2 separate regions of the Sus scrofa genome follow, and region 2 is linked to region 1. Evidence: chromatin contacts called from public promoter capture Hi-C data. All regions are on one chromosome and are shown on one strand. Each heading gives the region's core, a stretch centred on a gene start, on an enhancer-like site or on the middle of the called end of the contact. The rest is flanking DNA. Distances are from core to core; before and after follow the strand shown. Region 1 holds the start of SLC28A2 (sodium/nucleoside cotransporter 2). Region 2 holds the start of SHF (SH2 domain-containing adapter protein F).

The links. Promoter capture Hi-C pulls out the DNA fragments that hold promoters and counts their contacts.
Region 2: a contact with region 1 is called in a promoter capture Hi-C map of liver, with 2.4 times the contacts expected there. The contact joins the promoter of SHF here to the promoter of SLC28A2 in region 1. A contact is called at or near these places in 1 of 5 promoter capture datasets (liver) and 9 of 47 Hi-C or Micro-C datasets (adipocytes, blood, embryonic fibroblasts and 4 more).

What each region holds. Positions count from the first base shown.
Region 1 is chr1:126,508,682-126,515,019 of Sscrofa11.1, reverse strand. It overlaps SLC28A2 (sodium/nucleoside cotransporter 2), which reads left to right and starts at 3,912. Exons shown (of 18, transcript XM_013993042.2): 1 at 3,912-3,963; 2 at 4,898-4,989; 3 at 5,123-5,211. The coding sequence starts at 4,909. LOC106509010 (a long non-coding RNA gene) reads right to left here and starts at 3,776. Exons shown (of 3, transcript XR_001306207.2): 1 at 3,319-3,776; 2 at 1,249-1,379; 3 at 1,062-1,131.
Region 2 is chr1:126,544,950-126,551,922 of Sscrofa11.1, reverse strand. It overlaps SHF (SH2 domain-containing adapter protein F), which reads right to left and starts at 2,187. Exons shown (of 6, transcript XM_005659642.3): 1 at 1,664-2,187. The coding sequence starts at 2,161.

The DNA of each region.
Region 1 (6,338 bases), core at 2,663-5,162:
GCATGCTGCAGATGACCCAATTTATTAAATGAAAAGCATCAGTTTTTATACCATTTCACAATCAGATTTCGTGTAAGATTTAACATTAACATTTGATTTAAAGCCCTTTTGTTCCCTCCACCCGAGATACAAAAAATAAGGTTAGTTAAAACATGCTCCTTTCAACTTCAGATTTTCCTACAAGATTACAAACTTAAAGTTTCACACTGTATTTTTCTTAAAAGGTCAACAACAGTAGCTATTCTATTCTATGTTAAGAACAAAGCTTTAATAAGTAATAAACTATGATACCTAACATTCTTTAACTAAAGGTGTATGTGGTTAACAAAACGCATGAAAGCTTTGGGCTCATGGCATTCCTAAAACCACGATTTATTTGGCGCCAGCAAGCTAAGCATTTAACCTATTGTACTGATTTACGTAAGTTCCAAACCACCAATTTCAATAGAAAGGAGTATTATACCCAAAAATTAACAAATCCCACAAGGGATGAAAGCTACAAGTGACACTGTTAAAAATATATCTATTATAGAAAATAGCAATTTATAGGCCAAACAACATTTTCCCAGCCCCAAACTTCTTTTTAAGTAAAGGGACTGAAATCATAAGTTTCCCCTGTATACTCTCACAAAATAGGTGCCATAAATTGTTACTCCAAAACAAAGGCTTTTTCCATTACATTGTTTAAACAACTTCATTCTGTTTTGGTTCAAGTGTTTTACGTACCCAGGGCAAATCTTTAGCAGTAAGAAAGCTGTGACTAGAGATAGAAAAGGAAAGATAAACACAGAAAAATAGATTAACATATTTTTAGGGGATATCATTTTTATTTTCCTGGAACCGAAGTCTTTCAAGGGATTGCTCTGCAATCCTTCTTCTTTCTTCAGCTTGTCTGTAGCTCTGCTAACCAGACAAGCCCCACGCATCCGCAATCCTTCTTCTTTCTTCAGCTTGTCTGTAGCTCTGCTAACCAGACAAGCCTCATGCAGGTGCCGACTGTGGCTTTGCTTTCTTTACTGGAGCAGCCCTATGGCTCCCGACAAGGGATTGAACCTGTGTCTTCATGGATGCTAGTCAGATTCGTTTCTGCTGAGCCACGACGGGAACTCTGAATATAATTTTTTTGTGTGCCTAAAATAAGATTAGTAGTTGACTTGCTTACAGGAATGCTATGAGGATGAGCAGTGAAAGTGTAGGAAAGTCTTTGGAAAGACTATAAAAGGCTGTAGGAACAGAAGCATCTCTTACCTTTCATCCCACAGCCCAGAAATAGCACAGAACTGGGAGTGAAGATCCCAGCATATTGGTTTGGCTTAGCTGTTTACTCTGGGTAAATCATTTCATTCTTCCTGATCTGTACTTTGAGAGGGCTTATCAAACTGTAAGTGATAAGACAGAAAGAAATATTTAAACAATAGAGCCCAAGCCTGTAAGCCAGAAGTTAATTGAGGAGAGGTGCCAGCCCGATTAATTCTCTTCTCTTGGCAGTTGGGTGTTATCAATAGTACCTGCATTTAAAGGAAATTTGGATCCATTGGAAAAGTGAGATAAGTACCATAGCCTGCATTTATAAGAAAAACATAGAGTTTTACACCTTCTATAGGAAAAAGAAAGAGTGAAGAGGGAGGGAAAGGGAAGACAGAGATGTGATCCCTGGCATCATTTCAGCTGGACTGAACTCTAGGATCTGTGCCTATAACCACGCCTGGACCTGGCCCCACCACTGGCAGTAATCTAATCTAAGGTAAAAATGAAACACAGAGATAAACTGTGAGCTGGGATGAGTAAAAGTGACCTCACAGTCATATTGAGATTGTAGTCAGACATCAGCTTGAAAATATCTTTAATATTCCTGCATTACTATAAGAACTCAAGAGAGTAGCTGACCACTGTTAAGTTCATCTACTATTTTCCAAAATTTTTTTCTATATTAAATTAATTTTCCTAATAATCTTGTGATATAGCATTAGGCAATAAGGCAGGGCAGGAATAACAGAAGAGGCCCAGAGAAGCAAAATGAATTGCTCTAGGTTGCAGAATATAATACACGTTTACTATGCTAGGGCTTTTATGGATGTGTGTGTGTGTGTGTGTGTGTGTGTGTGTGTGTGTAACCAAGGAGATAGAGATATATTTTCTTATTTTGGTGATTGTTATCATCATCCACATACCCAATATTCTAAGTCAGAAGAATTTTTTTTTTTTTTTTTTGCTTTTTAGGGCCACTCCCACAGCATATGGAAGTTCCCCAGGCTAGGGGGCAAATGGGAGCTACAGCTGCTTTCCTATGCCATAGCCATAGCAACACAAGATCCTTTACCCACTGAGTGAGGCCAGGGATTGAGCCTGCATCCTCATGGATCCTAGTTGGGTTCGTTAACCGCTGAGCCACAAAGGGAACTCCTCAAGCCAGAATTCTGTGTTTGTTTTTTTTCCCACTTATTTTACAAATATTTATTGATTGCCTAATCTTGTGATGGGCCTTAAGCCTGGAGATACAGTGGTGAGCAAAATAGTGTGTGCTGGAGGAGATCATGGTCTAGAGGAAGACAAGTAAACCTTTAGAATAAGGTGTGTTCTGGAGACTTGTGCAAGAACATGTTGCAGTAGGAACTTGGGGAAAGGGGTCTTAAGGCAGCCTGGCTCATCTGAAGGGGGTAATAGAAAGCTTCACTGTAGAGAGTGGCCTTGCCACAGAGACTTGAAGGCAGTGTAGGAATTTCTAGGTAAATAAATAGGGGCAGGGTGTTAGAGGCAGAAGGAACAGCATCCACAACAGTCTCACAGGCAGAAGGGAACATCAAGTGTTTAGGGAGTAACATGAAGTTCAGTATCGCTGGTGGATAGGAGTAGGCAGAAACAAATCAGTTTGAACAATTTTGAAGAATTAACTGCCCCCATTCATTTACTCTGTCCATGCCCAATAAATCACCATGTCCTATATATTTGTTTCCTTATATCCACCTGCTGCTTCGGTTAGAGCCTCACCATGTCTGACCTTGACTATCGCTTTTGCCTCCTGACTGGTCTCCTTGTCCCCAGGGTGCATCCTTCCAATCCATCCTTTCCTGCATCCCCACTTGGCCTAACCTGTTGGCCTGGCTTATAGAGGCACTTGATGCCATCACCAGACTTATTTCTTGATAAACCACTCCCATCCCATTCACATTCCCCCCCTCCATTCCTTCACTAATTTCTTATTTTATTTTGCCCCCCCCCTTCATTAATTTCTCCAAAATTTCCCTCTCTTCTCTAGCAATTTTTGCACCTCTGTGCCTTTAAGTTTCTCCTTTCCTCTGTCAGTGATCCTCTACTTACCTTTCAAGACTTTCCAGACTCAGGGCTAATGTTACCCAACTCTGTAAAGCCTTTCTCAACAAATGTCTTTCTTCACTGATTTGTAAGTTCCTTCATGGCAGAGACAACATCCCATTCATCTTTGTATCTTCAGCACAGCAAACAGTGCCTGGGTGATAGTGAGTACTTAATAAAAATTTGTTAAAAATAGTTTAACAGAAAGTCTTCCTGGCAGTCATTTGGAATTTAATCATACACAGTCTTCCCTTCTGTTGTTTTCTTAGAACTGTCTTTCCAGTAAAAAATGATGATAAGTTTTCTCAGTGCTGAGATCTTTCTCTTATTTTTCTTTTACAGACTCCCCCTGTGCCTAGCTTAAGTGCTGGACAATGCATCTGCTGAAGTGCCTGTTAGGAATTACTGCAGAACTCTTAGACCTAACCTTGCAAAGTAGTCTTTAAAACATATAAATATTTAACTTGAGAGTTGTACTTGTCCTCTACAGGGAAGGACAGGCACAGCAAATAAGGGCCCCAAGGCAGAATGAGCCAATCAGGAAATCCTCCTCCCTTATCCCCAGCCCCTCCCTTCAGAGTCAGGGTCCCTAGGAACTGGTTTTTCTTTCTGTCCTTCACTGAGGCACCGGAAGGAATCCTACAGACTGGAGTAGGTAAGGGTATTGGAGGAGGGCAGGATCCTGATTTGCCAGATTTCTTAATTTATGGTGTTTAGACCAAATTCAAGTAGTTCTATGCCTATACAGGAAGGCCCTGATTTATAAAACAAAAGTTGTCTGTTTATGTGTGTTTAATAAAATTATATATTTTAAGTAGTTGAAGAGTTCACAGTAAAAAAGCAAAAACAAAAGACAATTCCACAGGGAAAGGAAAGTTCTACAAAGTACAAAAACATCTCAGATAACCTTGAATGTTTATCTACTAAGGTTGCTTAGAGTGAGGCTCAAGTGTTAGCTTTTTTCCTTTATTCTCTCATTTTGTTTTAAAACTTTTCTTTATTTGGGATAATTAACATCCATTCTGATTACTCTACATACATGTAGGTTTCTTTTATTTATCTGATGAGCCGCTCTCTTAGATGCTCCAACAACAGTTCTCATACTACAATATGGCCAGGAACTTGAAAGCCTGTTAATTTTTGTTTTGTTTTTTTTTCAGTAGTGTGTTCAGGGCTGCCGTCTTTCCTGCCCTCTGCCTCCCTTTCTCTTTTCTTCTTACTCTGCACAGCTCAGTGGGGCCTCCTGGAGGCTAATAGGAAGTAGTTGTCCCATAAACCTTCCTTTAGGTCTTGGAGTCCTGGTTAAATCACTGGTTTACTTCAATTCCTCTGTCCTTCATTTTTCTTCTCTTACTTCCCCTTCCTTAGCTATTCACAATAGGAAGCAGAAGTCTATATTTCATTGTTTATTATTTTAGGATTTTTCTTCCAAGCTTGTCAATTCTCAGTTCTTAAAGAAATCAACTAAATCTCTAAACATTTTTAGTTTTGTTTTTCCTGTAGATAACTGACCCTAAAGATTCTCCCCAGCCCCACATTATAGAACAACTCATCTTTCAGACTTGGCAATGAATTTTTTGTTCAGGAGAACAGCAGATGGAGAAAACAAATGGGAGAGAGGCCATTGCTCCGTCCACAGTGGAAACTGGAATAGAGAACCCAGGACTGGAGCTCACGGTAACTCAACAGTTTATTTTCAGCACATCTTTGTGGGCTGCTGCATGGCCTCATGTAGGGTCTTTGGCTGCTTGTGATCCCCATCACCCCTGGCAGCCCTTATGACTGACTTCAACTCTACCTGTGCTTACAGGAAGAAGGAATAAGTCCTGAGAAAACCAAGAGGGCTGAAGATCAAGGACACAGCCTTGAGGATGGGTTGGAGCCTCCCACTCAGAAGAGGTACAGGTGTTCTGAAATCAATTTAGTTAGGAAGGGCCCAGGGTGAGCCAGTGTGGTCAGTGGAATCAGAAGAGGTCAAACTTGCCCTGTTCTTAGGAGCTCGTGATCCTTTTGTGGAAATAAGACTCACGGCCACCTGCTGTTACCATATGCACATATATACTTTTATGTAATTAATTATTATATAAACCTATGCCGTAAATAATGATTCATCGATATCAGCAGCAGTTGGACTGCCAACAAAGATAACAGCAGTGAGCATTAACAATGACTAATATTTATTGAGTACTTACTATTTGTGCAGAATGCCTCATGTAATTAATTAATTTAATATTCACAACAAGAAGTGGGTACTAATTTTAGTCCCTTTTTTCAATTAGAAAATTGAGGCTTAGGAGTTCCTGTCATGGCTCAGTGGAAATGAATCTGACTAGTATTCATGAGGACACAGGTTTGATCCCTGGCCTCGCTCATTGAGTTAAGGATCCAGCATTGCTGTGAGCTGTGGTGTAGGTCGAAGATGTGGCTCAGATCTGGTGTTGCTGTGGCTGTAGCTCCGATTCAACCCCTAGCCTGGATACCTCCATATGCTCTGGGTGCGGCCCTAAAAACAAAAACAAAACAAAAGAGAAAATTGAAGCTTAAAAATGAACTTAACCATAAATTTTTTAAAAATAGCTTTTCTGGAATACTTAGATTTGGGGATGAAATAAAGAGAAATACAGAAATTTAAAGACTTGGAAGGACCAACCATGAGAGATAGTAGAGAAAGTTACAAAGCACAGTCTTGGAAATCAAAAGGGAGGAAAGTGACAAGAATGAAGGTACAATCAATCCACAATGTTCTGTGTAACAGGAGTCAAGAAAGAAGTGAGAAGAATCTTTGAATTTGGTCATAGTCATAGTCATAGTCCTAAAAGTAATGTCTGTAGAAGTTGTCTGGGTGAAATAGATCAGATGGAAGCCATGTTCTGCGGTATGGAAAGAGTCTGGGTATTTATAAAATACCACAGAGGTCATACACTGAAAAGCTTAGAGGAGAATAGTGGATCGTTTCTAAAGGGAATATATGGATGTGTATTTTCTTCTTTTTAAGAAGTAACTCAGTGACTTCATAGAGAAAACAA
Region 2 (6,973 bases), core at 938-3,437, 39 kb before region 1:
GCCAAACATTTTGTCAGGTACTTGAGAGACACAATATGAGGAAGATATGTTCCCAGTCCTGACCCAGGAGGAGCCCACAGAACTTGGTGGGCAGCCTGTTATGCCATTTCAAGACGATGCAGAGGGGAGCATTTCAAGACGATGCAGAGGGGAGGAGGCCCAGGGACAATTCAGGCCCATGTGCCAACAGGCAGTGGTCAGGGAGGAGGAGGCTAACTGGTCAATAGTAAGAACAAGGCCTGATGTTCTGTCTGCCTCACTGCCACCATCACCACACATCGCCCGCAACAGCAGGGAACAGTTAGGAAGAAGAGAAAGCAAAGGATGAGTGAAGAAAGCACAGCTTCCTTCTGTAGACTAAGGATCCTGGCCCAGGATGGGAAGCCATGCCCCACAGCAGGAACTAGGGGAAAAATAATTCACATTCCTGAGGCTACTGTTCTGACCCTGACACAATTTTCTTACCCAAGAAATCAGGCAGAACAGTGGCATGCTCTCAGCTGAAAGCCTCAACCCTGGATGGAGCCAATGGATTCAGACAGCAACTTTGCCTCCAATCAAATAAAACTGTGTTCTCTGCTGAGGAGAGGGGAGAAAGCCCCAGAGCTAAGCTCCCAGGGGTAAGTGAAGAGGGACAACAGCGCCAGGGCAGCCCACAGAGTCATAGTCTTAGAATTTAGCGCTACAGGGACCTGGAGATGGCTTTCAGCTGTCAGGGAGGGATAAGGCCACACTGGGTTGGGCAGGGGGTGGCTTCTCTAACAGGGGCCTCTAAGGCACAGTGGATGTTCTCAGGAACAGTGAATGCCCAGCCCTCCTCTCCACCCCAAGCCTGCAGATTCATGAAAAGCTGTAACCACCCTTAGAATGAACCTGGGCAAGAGGAGGCCAAGAGGAGGAGAGGAAAGGAGAAGTGGACTCAGTTGCTTAGCCCCTTATGGGCAACAGGTTCTGAGCATAGATTGTTCCCATACCTGGGGGGACAAAGAATGGGCCTGCCTGGATCTCAATGGTCAGCATCCTTGGTGAAGACCTGCATACTGCCTGTTCTGGCTTCCTGAGAACAACAGTCCACCCGGCTCCAGTGCCACTGGGCAAGGCAAAGGCCAGCTCTTGCTGTGTCCACAGAGAGAAACCCAGCCTGCGCCTCCTTCCTGGAGCTTCAGCACCTACAAAGATGCTCTGGCTTTCTTAAAAGGAAGAAAGGAGCTTTGTGCTAGCTCTGCCGCCCTGGGGTTGGGGGCGGGGGTCAGAGATCAAAGGGCAGTGAGCTGCTGCTCCCAGGGGGCAGAAAGGCCATAAAAAGGGGGAGAAGGGGAGCTCAAATTCCGTTAGAAAAAGGCTCCTTGATTAGGCTCCGGGGGCTGCGATGAGGAGAGCAGAGCCTGGGCGGGGGCGGGTGGGGGGGGAGTGTCACTAGTTCTGGGGCAGTAATAGGGGATAGAGGCAGAGTTTGGGGAGCACGTCCCAGGTAAGAAGGTCGAGAATCTGAACAAAGGTGGATGAAGGCTCCGAACCCTGGGGACCGGGACTAAAATTGTGTCCGCCAGGAACCGTGACACCGCGGGGCCCGGACCCGGCCAGGGCACCTTTGTCCCTCTCGAAAGCCCCAGACCGCTGACCACCTCTCCTCCTGGACACCTCCGCCCGGCGCGGCACTCACCCGGTCGCTGCTGGCGGGAAGTCCAGAGATCCTTTCCTCAGGAGGGGGCGCTGGGGGGCCAGGGGTCTCGACCCGAATAAGTCGGTGGGGGGGCGAGCCGTGACGCGGAGGCGGCGTGGGGCCGGGGACGGCAGGGGTGGCTAGGGCAGCGGAGCCGGACGGCCCCCCGGAATAGGGGTCTTCGAAGTCGCGCTCCTTCTGCAGTCGGTAGGCGGCCAAGATGTCCGGGGGTGGTGCGGGGGGTGCGGCCGGGGAGGGTGTAGGGGGGCGGTAGTCCGGTTCGGGGGGCGCCGGTTTGCCTCCACCTCCGCCGCCGCCCCCGCCGCGGAAGCCCAGATGCTCCCGGAGCCACTTGGCCACTCCGCCGCTGCTACCCCCTCCTGGGCCGGCTCCTGCACCCCCGGCGCCCCGGCGCGATCCCCCCGGGCCGCCCCCTGCGCTCCCCTGCGCCCGCGGCCCCGGGCCGGAGCCAGCCGGAGGAGCTCCGCTCAGTAACATGGGGCCAGCCAGACTGAACGCGGGGAGAGCAGCGGCCTGGCTGGGGGCGGGGAGGGGGCGGGGAGGGGGCGGAGCTCCACTGGCGGCTGGAGGGGGTAGGGCTCGTCAGTAACAAGGGAGGGGCGGGGTTCCGCTACCTAAAAGGGTCTACCTCCCCTGCCCCATGTAAAAGAAGGGCTGAGGCTTCCAGCCCTTGTGAATACTGGAGAAGTAAAGTGGCGACCCCGAGGGCAGGGAATGCGACCTCTGAGGATGAATCCCCCATGTGTCGCCCAAACGTGCCCCTGATGGGGGCGCACCTGTCCTTATATGTTCCCCTCCCCACCTCCCACCTCCCGCGTGACGCCGAGAGGGGAGCCCTCAGACTCCAGGGTTCTTGGCCCTCCGGAGCCTTCCGCCCCCACCTTTACCCTCCCCAAGGCCTCCCACCTGGGAAATAATATCGTAGGAGGAAAAACTGGGGTGGGGTATGAAACAGGGGCTGTTCTGTAAGATGTGTCTGTAACCACCACCTCCCGCGTGCTACCATGGGAGCCCCACCTACTGCCTCCAATCTAACTGCCCGCCCCGCCCGCACATACTCAAACCCACTCTGGGCAGATACGCCTCACGTTACAGTCAACTCCCTAGAGGCACCCACGTCTCCCGTGGGGTTTCCACACATCCTTCTCTCAGGCAAATCCCTCCCACTCACAGGCGCACCCGCGCTAAGCAGATGCCCCCTCTTCCTCCCCGCCCTAAGGGCAGTGTGCGCACAGAGAAATCCCTTCAAGTCACATCCTGGGTTTCATTGTCAATCAGATTAGTGACAGAATAAAAACAGACAAGTCAATAAATCAAGTCTAGAAACAGTTCCAATGTTGTCTATCACAAACCCCTTATCTTCCAGAGGCTGGGATGCTCAAGCAATAGGCATTTTTGTCTTAGAAATAAAGCGTTTCTCCCCAGAAACGTTGTAACCCTGAAGCTGACGCCAACATTTTCTTTTGGCTCAGTTAGAAAGCAGCTTCACCTCACCAACATCCCACTCCCACTCCCACCCCCCTTGGCACTGCCTCAGTGTCTCCCTTATTCTTAGGCTCCTATTTACCTTGTAAGGGGGCAAAGACTCAAGAGATGTCGCAAAGGGAAGAGGCCTTAAAGCTGGAGTAGAGTAAGATGTGATGGTAAAACTGAGAATCCCCTAGGATTCCCAGGGCCCTCAAAATATTCGTGGAGTTTTTGCCCTGTTCACATTCTAGTCGGTGTTACAGAACAGTGTTTTTCAAACTTTAATGTGAACACAAATCTCCTGGGGAACTTGTTAAATTGAAGTTTCAGATTCTGTAGGTCTCGCTGGGATGGGGTCCCTGTGTAGTTCTAACAGGCTCCCAGATGATACAGATACAACTGGTCCTCCCACCACACTGAGTGGAAGGGCTATAGTAGATGCTGAAACATCTGATATTGTTCCTCATTTCATGGCTTATGATAGAGGAAATACCATGTACATTGTAAAAATGTGCAGCTTAAAAAATTGACTAACAGGGAGTTCCCATTTTGGCTCGGTGGGTCCCTACTAGTATGCGTAAGGATGCGGCTTTGATCCTTGGCCTTGCTCAGTGGGTTACAAATCCCACATTGCCTCAAGCTGCAGCCAGCCATGGGTCACAGGCAGCTGGGATCTGGCGTTGCCTTGGTTATGATGTAGGCTGGCAGCTGCAGCTCCGATTTACCTGGGAACCTATGTGCCGTAGGTACAGCCCTGAAAGGCTGAAAAAAAATTGGCTAACAAAGCAATGCTGGACATAGAGATAATAAAGACTGGTCCAGAAGAATGGTCCAGTTGATCCACATTGGATGGTCTCCTCAATCACTGGGTGTCTGACAACAATAGTTACGGGCTGTAGCCAGATCTTTGAGGATTGGTGGCAAGGTACTCAATGCCGCTGTCTCACTTTCCTTATATCTGCAAAAGGCATGACAGCATGGTAATTGTCATTGAGGGTTAGGGGAAATGATGGATATGAACAGGCTTTGTAAACTGTAAAATGCTTACAATGGGTAGGTGTCAAATGAAGCCACATATTCTTAAGTAATATGGAATTAAGCTGTCAGTTCAGAGGAAAGGAATCAACCAAGTCTGCATGAAAGATGGCAGGCTTCATGGAGGGGGTTAGGCCTGAGCTGGGTAGGATTTGGACAGATAAATCAAAGGCATGAAAGGACATTACAAACCAGGAGGTCAGCATGGGTTGAGTGAAGGCATTGAGATGGGAAGCAGCATACCATAAAAAAGTGGAGGATTCAAAGTGAGGAAGAATAAGAAGTAAAGTTGGATGAGGAAGGGAGAGGATATCATAAGGGTAGAGTTTAATGATAATTAAAAAGCTGTAATACCTTATGTGCACGATGAACTTACTCTTGTTTTAAACTATTTGTTGATTTACTTTCCTCCGCTACCAGAGTGTGGGCTCCTGGAAGCAAGGGTTGTTGAGCTTGCTAGCAACCAAGGACACAGGGGTGAGGCCATGACAGCAAGGTTCCTCTGAGCCTTGAGTGCAGTTTGCCAGATGGCAAAGTCTCGAATTTAAGCATGTTAAGCATTATACCATAGACTCAGGATTCTGAAGAGAAAGCCGGGTGTTCCCATCACTTAGTGCAGAGCCTGTCATGTGGCAGGAGCTTAACAAATGTTGAAATGAATAAAGATCATTTCTCTTGTTCTTATTTTTATATAGCTAAAATTGTGGTATAAACAATTCCGTCCTTGTTTTTTTCCACTTAGCATTGCATAATTTCCCCATCTTAATTATCTAAGCTTTACTTTCTTCTAACTTTTTTTTTTCAAAAAAATTCAAAGCTACAGAAAAATTCAAAGTACATTGAAAATCTGTATACCCTTCACCTAGATTCACTACTTTCTAACATTTTGCCACATTTGTTCTATCCCCCTCTCCTTTGTTTCCTTAACCATTTGATGCAAGTTGCAGATATCATGACCCTTCAAGCTCTAAATACTTCAGCAGCCATTTCCTAAGAAAAAGGAATTCTATAGGGCCATAAGACCATTATCATAATAGTATTGTCTATTACACAGTTCATATTAATTTTTTCTTTTTTCCCCTGAATGTTTTATATATTCAGTGCTGTGGGGGTTTTTTTTGTCCTTAATCAGGATTTATCAAGCTCCCCCTGTTGCACTTGTTTAATCTCTTTAAATTTGAGCAGTTCCCCATTTTTTTCTTGCTAGTTTGTTTTCTCCTGACACTGATCATTTTAAAAGTGTCTTTGGCAATGGTCATATGGAATGTCCCACATTTTGGATCTTTCCACGGTTTCCTCGTGATTAGGTTCAGGTTAGACATTCTTGAAAAGACCAGTATATAAAGTACATAAGGAACATTGTGGACTTTGCTGTGTGTCACACTGGCAGGCTGGCCAATAGTACACTTTTGTTCTTTATTGGTGATGCTAGGCTTATCACTTGCTTAAGTTGGAATCTATCAGATTTCTCTGCTTGACAATTTAAAGTAAGTTGTGTTGTGATGTCCTTAGACCTTTAACTATTAGTTCCCAACAGTGTTTTACCCAGTGGTTTTAGCATCCATTGATGATCTGTGCTTACATTTGTTGTTACAGTGAGGAGTACAAAATGGTGACTAAATCTGTCATTCTGCATTTATTATCGACATTCCTCTGTAAAGAAGAGTTTCTCCTCCTCCTCCCTCCCCCTCCTCCTTCTCCCCTTCCCCATCCCCATGGTCTCAAAAAAGCTTTAAAAAAAAAAAAAAAAAAAAAAAGGTGTGGGAGTTCCCATCATGGCACAGTGGTTAATGACTCCGACTAGGAACCAAGAGGTTGCAGGTTCAATCCCTGGCCTTGCTCAGTGGGTTAAGGATCTGGCGTTGCCGTGAGCTGTGGTGTAGGTCGCAGATGCGGCTCACATCTTGTGTTTCTGTGGCTCTGGCATAGGCTGGCAGCTGTAGCTCCGACTAGACCCTTAGCTTGGTAACCTCCATGTGCTGCGGGTGCAGCCCCAAAAGGACAAAAAAACAAACAAACAAACAAAAAATTCAGTGTGATATAATCCATTACCTTCATTATTCTTTTTGATGTTGAGAATTGTCCCAGATTTGGCCAGTAGAATCCTTTTTAAGAGCCTTTTGCTTTATTTTGACTTGGTCCTGCCAATCTTTAAATATTTACTTGTTTTCTCATACAATATATTCCAGACTCAACTTGTACTTCTGAAGTCTTACTCCTTTTAGTTGGAAATGGTATTTAGAAATTGACTTTGTACTTTAAAAATGGCTATTTAATATCTTATCAAATAAACATAGCTTCATTTAGTTCAACACTTTATGTGTTGAGCATTTACGTTATTTCCATTCTTGTCCCTTCTAAATAACTATAACAAACATTTGTATGCAGATAACTTTTCCAAGTTTAGGATTATTTCCTTTGGAAAGAGTCTCAAAAGTGGAGTTACTGGGGCAAAGAGTGCACATTTTTTTTCTGACTCCCGATACATGTTATCTATTTACTCTTTTAGAAGGTTTTAAACATCAACAATGACTTCTAAATGATAAGACTATTGACTTTCTTATTCCTCTTTCTCCTTTGCAGAGTATGCTGACTTCCTCTGTGCTTGAAACCTTCTTTTCCCAAACTTTCTTTAAAATGACAGTGTTTTCCTTTCTCTCAAGCCACATCCTCTCCTCCTCCCTTAACCTCCTAGATTTGCACATGTCCCAATGCCTAGTCCTTAGCACTTATTTTTCTTACTGGATACTGATTAGGGTGGCTTTACTTCTGTTTGCCTGAGGTTGA